Linked DNA regions of Mus musculus: all the other regions are linked to region 1. Evidence: chromatin contacts called from public promoter capture Hi-C data. All regions are on one chromosome and are shown on one strand. The core of a region is the stretch at or near the end of the contact, and the rest is flanking DNA. Distances in the headings are between cores, read along the strand shown. Region 1 holds the start of Esco2 (establishment of sister chromatid cohesion N-acetyltransferase 2). Region 2 holds the start of Cdadc1 (cytidine and dCMP deaminase domain containing 1). Region 3 holds the start of Rcbtb1 (regulator of chromosome condensation (RCC1) and BTB (POZ) domain containing protein 1).

What was found. Promoter capture Hi-C pulls out the DNA fragments that hold promoters and counts their contacts.
Region 2: a contact with region 1 is called in a promoter capture Hi-C map of pre-B cells, with 3 times the contacts expected there. The contact joins the promoter of Cdadc1 here to the promoter of Esco2 in region 1. A contact is called at or near these places in 1 of 39 promoter capture datasets (pre-B cells) and 1 of 484 Hi-C or Micro-C datasets (CD4 T cells).
Region 3: a promoter capture Hi-C map of pre-B cells shows a contact between it and region 1. The contact joins the promoter of Rcbtb1 here to the promoter of Esco2 in region 1. A contact is called at or near these places in 1 of 39 promoter capture datasets (pre-B cells) and 1 of 484 Hi-C or Micro-C datasets (CD4 T cells).

The regions. Positions count from the first base shown.
Region 1 is chr14:65,832,688-65,835,802 of GRCm38.p6, reverse strand. Esco2 (establishment of sister chromatid cohesion N-acetyltransferase 2) reads left to right here and starts at 1,834. Exons shown (of 11, transcript NM_028039.2): 1 at 1,834-2,001; 2 at 3,062-3,115. The coding sequence starts at 3,075.
Region 2 is chr14:59,596,544-59,599,579 of GRCm38.p6, reverse strand. It overlaps Cdadc1 (cytidine and dCMP deaminase domain containing 1), which reads left to right and starts at 1,621. Exons shown (of 10, transcript NM_027986.3): 1 at 1,621-1,825; 2 at 2,621-2,718. The coding sequence starts at 1,744.
Region 3 is chr14:59,199,519-59,202,485 of GRCm38.p6, reverse strand. Rcbtb1 (regulator of chromosome condensation (RCC1) and BTB (POZ) domain containing protein 1) reads right to left here and starts at 1,258. Exons shown (of 12, transcript NM_027764.2): 1 at 902-1,258.

The DNA of each region.
Region 1 (3,115 bases), core at 585-3,084:
TTTTCATTTTGACAGGTCTATGTGCTGAGTTTTATAGCCTGAATGACACTTTCATCATGGAGTCAGTTCTGTTAAGGTCTGGGCCCTATTACAACAGGAGGCAGAGTTGTAGCAGAGTTTGAAGTAGTGAGGCCTCCGATTCAAAGACATCTTCCTCAACAAAACATACTGTTCTACCATTGCCTAGTAGAAACCTTATTCTACCTTGTAAAAGAGTAGCTGACTCACTCATGATTCCTGCAAATAGCCAATAATATGTTAGCCATTTGTCAATTCATTCCAGCCAGCTTTGTTCTATGAAGAAGGACATCCATCGCTTAGACTTATTTAGAACTAGACATTGAAAGAACCTAGTTGACACGCAAACTTTATATGCCCCAGTACAGGGGAACGCCAGGGCCAAAAAGGGGGAGTGGGTGGGTAGGGGAGTGGGGGTGGGTGGGTATGGGGGACTTTTGGTATAGCATTGGAAATGTAAATGAGCTAAATACCTAATAAAAAATGGAAAAAAAAAAAGAAAGAACCTAGTGGGGAAACCCCGACTCAGCTCCCAATTCAGCGTGCACCCAAGAATCACGAATAGAACACAACACCTTGATGTAACAACACGGGTATTTTAATGGCGGAGCTCCGGTATCTCACACAGGAGACAGTGGCTTGGAAGCTAGGGGTTTTTATAGAAAAGGAGTGGGACTGGGGGAGGAATTGGCGCAGTTTCACATGATTGGTCCATTTAAACATCAGCAGCCTGTTAACATTTAACTTAAGTCAGAGGGGTGGGAGATAGGGAGGCGATGGGCCTGCCCAGGCATGTCCTGGTCTGTTCTGCTATGTTCTCAGCCCCAGGTTTCAAAGCTCACAAACAACTCTTTGGGCTATTTGACATACATTACGTGACTCACAGGTCTCAAGTTTTATTTCCTTTCAACATTTGTCTGAGACTTCTAGACACTAATAACTCCTTAAAAGCCTGTGAGTGTTTTAAGAACATTTCTGCTTGCCAAAAGACACTTGATTGGAGTTGGAGTGCCACAGGCCTTCCCTGTAAATAGTGATTGTGTTCAGGCCTTCGTTTTCATTTTCTGTAAATGAGGAATGATAATACAAACTTCATAGGTTGTGTAAGGAGTACGTGAAATAAAACATGTAAAGGATCCAGCTCAAGAGATTGGGCTCAGCTATTAAGAACACAGACTACTCTTGCAGAGGACCTGAGGTCAATTCCTTGTATCCACATTTGGTGACCTATAACTGTCTAAACTTGATCCAGGGAATTCAACTCCTCTGACCTATGCTGGTATCTCCATTCACATACACATACTCACTTGCAGGCATGCACATAGTCAAAAAATAAATAAAATCTTTAAAAATATATAAAGTAACCAAATTTAGCAAACATTCACACCATAATTTGAATAATAAAATAGTAAAATGGAAACTGAAAATCTCACTTTTTTTTCTAAAACGCAAAACCAACAATAGGGCTTCAAATATGAAAAATAAGAGCCTCCAGTATCTTGGGGATGTCACTTTTCGTTAGCTGTTTGCACCAAACTGCCTCAGAATTTAACTTCCAATTCAGCTGAGCCATAAACTACAATTCCCAGAATGCACTGTTACGGGCGTCGGTCTGAAGCCTGAAGTTATTGCAGGATTTCAGGAGGTGTGCCTTCCTTCTTCCCCAACTCCTCCCCCCAACTCCCTCCCCCTGACCAGCTTTGCCTCTCAAGGGCGGGAGAATCTCGGAGACCTCCTCGCCGGAGGGCGGGGCAATGACTAGCGAGAAGCCAATCGCGGCGCAGGCTCTAGGAAGCGCCTGAGCAGTGACGAATCAGTACGCAGCAGCGTTGGTCTCAAGTAGCGCGCGTGAATTTGAACACACTGGCGGAGCGCCGGGTTCCTGTGAGCAAGGTCGTAAGCTTGCTGAGGTGCAGAGGGGTCATTTCGTGCGGTACCCCCGCAGGCGTGGACGCCGGTCCAGAAGGAGACTGAGGAACGAAGGTAACGTCAAGGGGCAAGGGCCTTGAACGTAGCCCGCTGCCTGCTCCTCCCGCGGGGCTCCCGCTCTGGGTGCCAGCGTCTCTCACGCAGGCAAGGAGAGGGCTTCCCTGTTGCCCCGTAGACGCTCGGGTTGGCTTAGAGGTCGCGCTTGTGGAGTTCTGTGGGACTGACATACCCTTTCCGAAGGAAGGGGAAAGGAAGGAAAGAACATTCTAGAATTATCTCCCTAAGGGACGCGGCTTGACTTTAGCAAGCTGCCTAGTGAGGTGAGGGAGCCCCGCCGGGACCCGTGGGGAGGACTTGTCCCACCCATATTACCTCGCTCAGACCTCCAGGAAGGGTGTGAGCAATCTCTGCCTTCCCTGAACGTGCAGGCTGTGAAGATGACTGGCTGGTCAGTCAGAAAGTGTGCTAAGTGGAATATGGAGGAGCCATGGAAGGAGGCTAGTGCCAAAGGCCTACCAGGAGTGCCAAAACTTGATGTGACTGGTTTAATTAAAGGGAAGTGTACCCCAATTAGGGTTCCACCCGGCCTCGTTAGTAGGATCACCTTTCATCACTCTCATCTACTGTAGCGCAGTATTTCCCCAACCCACCCTCCTTCCCTTTTATCACTGTTTACTTCTCTAATACATAGCTTACTGCTTTGCTTTTTTTTTTTTGAGACCCCCTGTACCCCAGGCTTGCCTCAAACTCAGGGTCCCTTTGCCTATGCCTCCCATTTTGCACCGTCACACCTGACTAGGTTTTGTTTGTCTTTCTGTGGTTGGTTCGTTGTTGTTTTTCTTAATCTGTTTCTTGGAACCAAGCCTGGTGACTTAGCTTGTGATTCCAGTTCTGGAAAGCTCAAGAGTTCAAGTTTATCCTTGGCGACAGAGTGAATGAGTTTGAATTTGAGGCTAAGCTCTGCTATGTGAAGCACTATCTCAAAAAGCAATGTTCCCTTGGGTATTTATTTGCAGTCACTTATTTAGAATCAAGATTTATAAACAATTTTGACATGGTGCGTTTTCTATCCTTTTGGTGACTTTATTATAACTGACATATTTGCTGCCTTTAGGAATTTAACTAAGATGATGGCAACTTGTACTCCAAGAAAGAGGAAGCGATATAC
Region 2 (3,036 bases), core at 372-2,871, 6.2 Mb after region 1:
GGCCAGCCAGGACTTCACAGTGAGACCCTTTCTTAAAAAGACAAACACACACACACACACACACACACACACACACACACACACACAGAGAGAGAGAGAGAGAGAGAGAGAGAGAGAGAGAGAGAGAGAGAGAGAGAGAGAGAGAGAGAGAATGGAGCAGAGGAGGAGGAAGGTAGTAGCAACAGCAGTTCTCAAAATGTAGAGAACAACTGACCTTGCATATCCAGTCCTGAAGGTTGGATCTAGAACTCAACCCCTACACCTAACGTTCAGGATCATCTCAGAAAGGGGGGAGGGGGATGAAAAGACTGTAAGAGCCAGAGAGGATCAGGAAGCTGTCAGAACATTGTCTTCTAGTTGTTGCAGGAAAGCTCCACCTACAAAATTTCAACAACATGGCTGCCAAAACAAGACCCGAACAATGCCAACACCAGCTAACTTGCCAACATGGGTGAAATCTCCCAGGGGTCCCATATCTAGATGAAGGGTAAATAATAACAGAGGAGAAATTAGTCTTCCCCAAGAATAAGTCCCCTCAACTAGTTATCCAGTACCAAGTGATCAGTCCTAAAAGCATATACATACAAGCACATATATGTAGAGATATATGTGTGTATATATTATATACATATATAATACATGTATATAAACAATAGTGGTTAAAGAAAAACCATGAATTAATTTAAAAATGATCAGGGCCTCGGGGAGGGGGGAGATTTGTAATGATATTATATTTTAAATAAAAATAAAACTATTTTTACAATTTTTGTTCAAATATCCATCTCTGGAGTTAAGGGTTGTAGTGACCCACTCTGGATGTGGGTGTTGGGAACTGAACTCAGACCCACTGGAAGAGTAGGAAGTGTTCTTAACTGCTGGGCCATGTTTCTGACCTCTCCAGGCTTCATTTTACACTTTATATTTTTCACTGGGGGCTGAGGAGATGGTTCATTGTGTACATGCTTTAGATATAAGCTTGAGGAGTTCCTTCTGGATCCCTCAAACCCACATTAAAAAAAAAAAAAGGTCTGAGTAAAGCTGCACCAGCCTGTAGTCACAAGTGTGTAAAGTCTGAGACAGGAGGATGAAGCTCCAGTGTAGCCAACCAGTGAGCTCCAGATCCAAGCAGAGACCCATTCTCAAAACAAACATTTGGAGGGCCATATAGAGGAAGATACCCTCTGTACGGTAAGCGCGCACACGTACGCTCTATTTACAAATTCATTGGGACGGACAACTCAGATTTTTCAGGTTCCGCTGTCTACTTAACTCTTCGATCCTCCCAGTTCTCTTCTCATAGTTTGTGTGAGTTTGGATATGAAGCAGAACCAAATACCCTGGGATCCGCCCACATCTGACGGCTGGGTTCCGATGGCCCTGCTTCCCCCACCTCGCCCACTCCGGTTCTATGTTCGCCTCTCTCTGTTTAAGTCCTCCACCCTGGTCCCCTACTGTCCCGAACCAAGACAACTTCAAGCGTCCTTCTTTCTGCAAAAATCACTGAACACAGCCTGCTACACAGAGTAGCATAACTGATAGATAACCACCACCACCACCTCGGTGCGCCGGACTCTGACGTCACATTAAGCGCCGGAAGCGATGGGGGGGGCATACCGAGACGTCATCTTGCTGCGCAGAACAAGCGGTTGTTGACAGGCCGCAGAGGTGGCCGTAGGCGAGCTTCAAGGAACCTATCATGCCTGACCGGGCAAGCTGTCCTGGGCCGAGGCCTTTGGGCTGGGGATGAAAGAAACGGATCAGATGCAGAGTTTGGAGGGTTCCGGGGCCGAGAGGTCAGTCGGCACGCAGACGGGCAGCATGACGGGTGAGTGCGGTGGCCTTCTCTCCCGCCCTGCCCCTCTCCTGGCGCTCTGCACGCTTGCCCGAGTCTCCCTCCAGCTCCGCATCCTGCCTGTCCTGTGTCTCCGCACAGCCCAGCACCCTCCCTGCTCTATGTCTCCTTCCCGCCCTGCTAGCCTGCTACTCCCCCCCCCCCCCCCACACACACACATACTGCACCTCCCTGACACCCTGCCTGCCCTGTGACTCACAGCGACTCCTGTCTGCCCCGCCGTCCCTGGTCTCCTTGCCAGGCGCGCGTCCCGGACACTGTGCTGTCCAGGCTTCATAGGTCGCGTCCTGTCCTGCACTGGTGGGTGGTTGCACCTAGAGTCAGTATCCCGGAGCTGAAGAGCCTGAAATTGCGCTTTGGCAAATTCACCACCCGTGATACCTCCCTCAAGTTTTGCCTTATGGTTGAAGATCAATCATGTTCCAACCATTGCCCTTTTAGCAATGCCAGGTTCCAGAGGGGTAGGGGTGGGGACCTTGCTCCTCGGCTACATCAGAGAGGAGCCCTTATCCTATTGATTGATTGATTATTTCCAGAGCCTTTGTATCAGTTTTACTATTTTACCTGTGGGGTGAGCTGGAGAAAAAAAAAGCACCCAACTTTGGAAAGTGCCACCCGAGGTCACTGAAAGTGAGGTTGTGGCCACTCTTGCTAAGGAAGCTTTTATTCTCCTGCCTGCCAGACCATCTGCAGCTCACTCGTAGCTTTGAGCTTAGCTCCTCTGCCTTCACTAGTGAAATTCTGAAGTGCTTGCCTTCTCTTTTGTAGGTCAAATACCAAGGCTTTCTAAAGTGAACCTTTTCACCCTGCTCAGTCTCTGGATGGAGCTCTTCCCAGGAGTGGAAGCCCAAGGGCAAAAATCTCAGGTATACCTTATTTCCATAGAGAGTGTTTACCCTTGGAAAAGCAGTAGTCTAAGTCTGGTTTCATTGGCCAACTGTAGTCCTAACAGCCAAATGCAGCAAGAACCTAGGAATGGTGTCATGGCTTTTGTATGCTGTGCCTGTAACCACAGCGAACTAGCTCATATTTCCAGTCTGAAAAGTTATTTCTAGTGTGTGCCATGATTACCAGGTATTAAGGCTTTTCTTTTGGAGACATTTAGCGCCTTAAAAATGTGCATTGTAAAAGTCAGTTTGCTAGTAATACAAAATTTGGAAATCCTTTTAGCTTTATTGTCCATA
Region 3 (2,967 bases), core at 9-2,508, 6.6 Mb after region 1:
ACTTGAAAACTTGAAATTTTTCGTCTATATTGTGAGCCAAATTACATAGTAGATTAATTAACTGACATGTTAGGAAATCTATTCTAGTTAAAGTCCAGCAGTTTTTATCACATCTCTGGATACATATAAGGTAATGTACTGTCTTAAAATTTTTTAACTATAGATCCTAGTTAAGAAAGAAAATGTATTTCAATGTCTTGTCAGGCCTGTAAACGCATGAAGGCCCAACCTTTGTTTCATATGCTTCCTTTTAAGTACCAAATGCAGAAAGAGCAATTCAATTGCATGACTCTCGGATAAAGACCCCAGACTTCTCACTTTCTGGTACACACAGGCACTCAGTTTAAAACCTTAGAACACAAAATTTAAGCTACGAGCTTCATAGCTTTGGTTTCCTGTATATGTTCTGAGATTCGTAGAACTTAACACTTCGGATCATAAGACTTAAAAATCACAGAAGAAACACTTCAAAGATTAACGCATCACTTCCTCTTCAATAGGCACAAAGAGGGGGAAAGGAAAAAAAAAAAAAAAAACCCGCCCCGAAGTACTGGTATTCACACAATGGAGTAAAACCCAGGCCACAGAAGAAGAGAACCTAAATCCTGTTGTGATTTAAATTGAAGTCAAAATTTAAAAGACACTCTAAACTCCCGTAAGGGTCCCGTAAGCATCATCTCATGCCTGCCAGCATTTCTTGCTTTTGATGCTACGCCCGCTACAGCGCACGCCAGTCTCAGAAACTCCGATTGTTTTGCCCACCACGAGCTTTAATCCTCGTAGCAGTAACGGGGCAGAGGCGAGGGAGACTATGAATGTTTCTAAAAGCAAGCTGTATTGTCTTATAAAACTGCAACCCTCGGCTTCGGCGCTCTGCAGCAGTCAGCCTCCCACCGCTAACCTGCGTGCTCCGGGTTCCTCCCCCGCAGGGCGGACAGCGCAGCTCCTCAGAGGCAGGCCGCGGGCAACGCCACGTACTCGGCTCGCCGCACACCTGGGGGAAGCGCCCGCAAGACGGAATCCGCGGGTGCCCGGTGCGGGGTGCGCGTCGCCGGGGAGTCGCGAACGCGCCTGGTGCGCACGGCCCTCGGGAGGGCGCGGACTCAGCAGCCAGCGGCCGAACAAGGCCCTGTCCGGCTCGCCTGCTCGCTCGCCCGCACCGCCGCCCTGCAGCGCTCTACCTGTCAGGCCGCCCGGCCAGGCCCTGACTCCGCTGCGCCGCCGCCGCCTTAGCCGTAGCCGGCTCCTCCCCCCCAAAACCGGGAGCGAGCACAAGCGCCCGGGCCGCCGGTCACGTGGGCGGGTCGCGTCACGTGACACCGGAGCGCCCCGCGCAGCGCGCGCCCTCTGTCTGCTCAGGTTCCCGCTCGGGTTTGGTTGTAGACCGGGCTGCTGGCGCAGCGCAGGGGCGCCGTAGTGGCTCCCGCGAGGACCGGAAGGCGAAGGCGTCCCAGGATGGCAGCAGAGCGTGGCCTTCCTCCCGCTCCGCCCATCCCAGGCCGCTGGTCTTCAGGACACGTGTCTCTGCCCGGTCCGAGGAAGGCCAGGACGCCTAGGTCAGGAGGGCAGAGGCAAGGCTGCTGAAAGCTCTCTCTCTGCCCAGAACTTTTCTTGTGTTAAGCGGGTACAACTGAGGTCCGGAAGGGAGCGGCCGCTTTGTGCTTTGTGCTTTGTGCGTCTATCAGAAGAAGCTTATCAGTTGTAAAGTCCCCTACCGCCCTAGGCTCTCCCATTTGGCACTAGAGACCAAAGTCTACACTTGGCACCCCAACATTCAAGCTATCTTGTTTAGACTCACCTTTCCCTTTTCAGGTCCCAGCGGTAAATACAAATCCCCTTTGTTTTCTGTTTACCACTAAGCAGATGCGGTCCAAAAACCTTTCTGTCAGCACATAGTAACTACAACGTGCTTCCCCCCTATAGAGAATTCTTGTTTCTCTTGAGTACTTTCGGTGGATTACATTTTTAAATATATATATATATACCTTAAATTGCTGTAGGCCTCTCAGGGTTTGTTCATTCTTTTGCCTTGATCTCAAATGTTCAGAATCACCATTTCCTTTCTCAAAGAAAAAACAGGAGGAAGAGGTTAAAAACAGATTTTACTTAGAAATTATTGCAATATAGAAATTGAGCCCTATTTTATACCCTAATGTTTCTTTCTGTTGTACTAGTCCCTGGGTAAAATCTGTTTTTACCAGTTTAATGACTCTGGCTCTGGTTTTTTTTTTTTTTTTCCTAACATTTCCCAAAATATTCATCGGTCTCTCATCTTTCAAAATTGAGGTCAGACACCATCTATTCTTCTTGCAGACTTAACATCTTCAGTTGTTGTAAAAGTTCATTGAGACAGCCTCAGCTACAACTACTCCTCTAGTTATAATACTACATACTCAAAACAGAAAATTCACAATGCAGGTAAATGTATTACTCTGCATCTAAGAGATTAAGTATCTATTGTTACCTGATCTCACATATTATGAACTCTTCATAACAGGGCTATATGGTCTTACTACAATAACTGAGAACTGACTAGACTCTCACTATCAGCCAATGGAAGAGCAACACCAAAAATATGGAAATTTGGTAGACTTGAGGGAGGATAGAAATGGAAAATTATGGGAACATAGGGAAGAAAGGAGTCCCTTACCACAGAGTCTTTCTGAAGCGTTTTGCAGCTGCAAATAGAGTACAATTAATGTTTGTGCTGAAGGTTGCCTACAGAGAGACAGTATTCCTTTTTTATGGAAATATTTTCTAGTAAGAAGGTTAGAATACCAATGAACTATAAGGTCTGAGTGTATCTGTCCTTAGAACACCACCTTACTTCTATCCCAGATGTTTTGTAGGATTCTTAAATGATAATCTTTCTGTGTGTCTCTGTCTGGTCTCTCTTTTGTCTCTCTCTGTCTCTCTGGTGAGACAGACTGTGTGTGTGTGTGTGTGTGTGTGTGTGTGTGTGTGTGT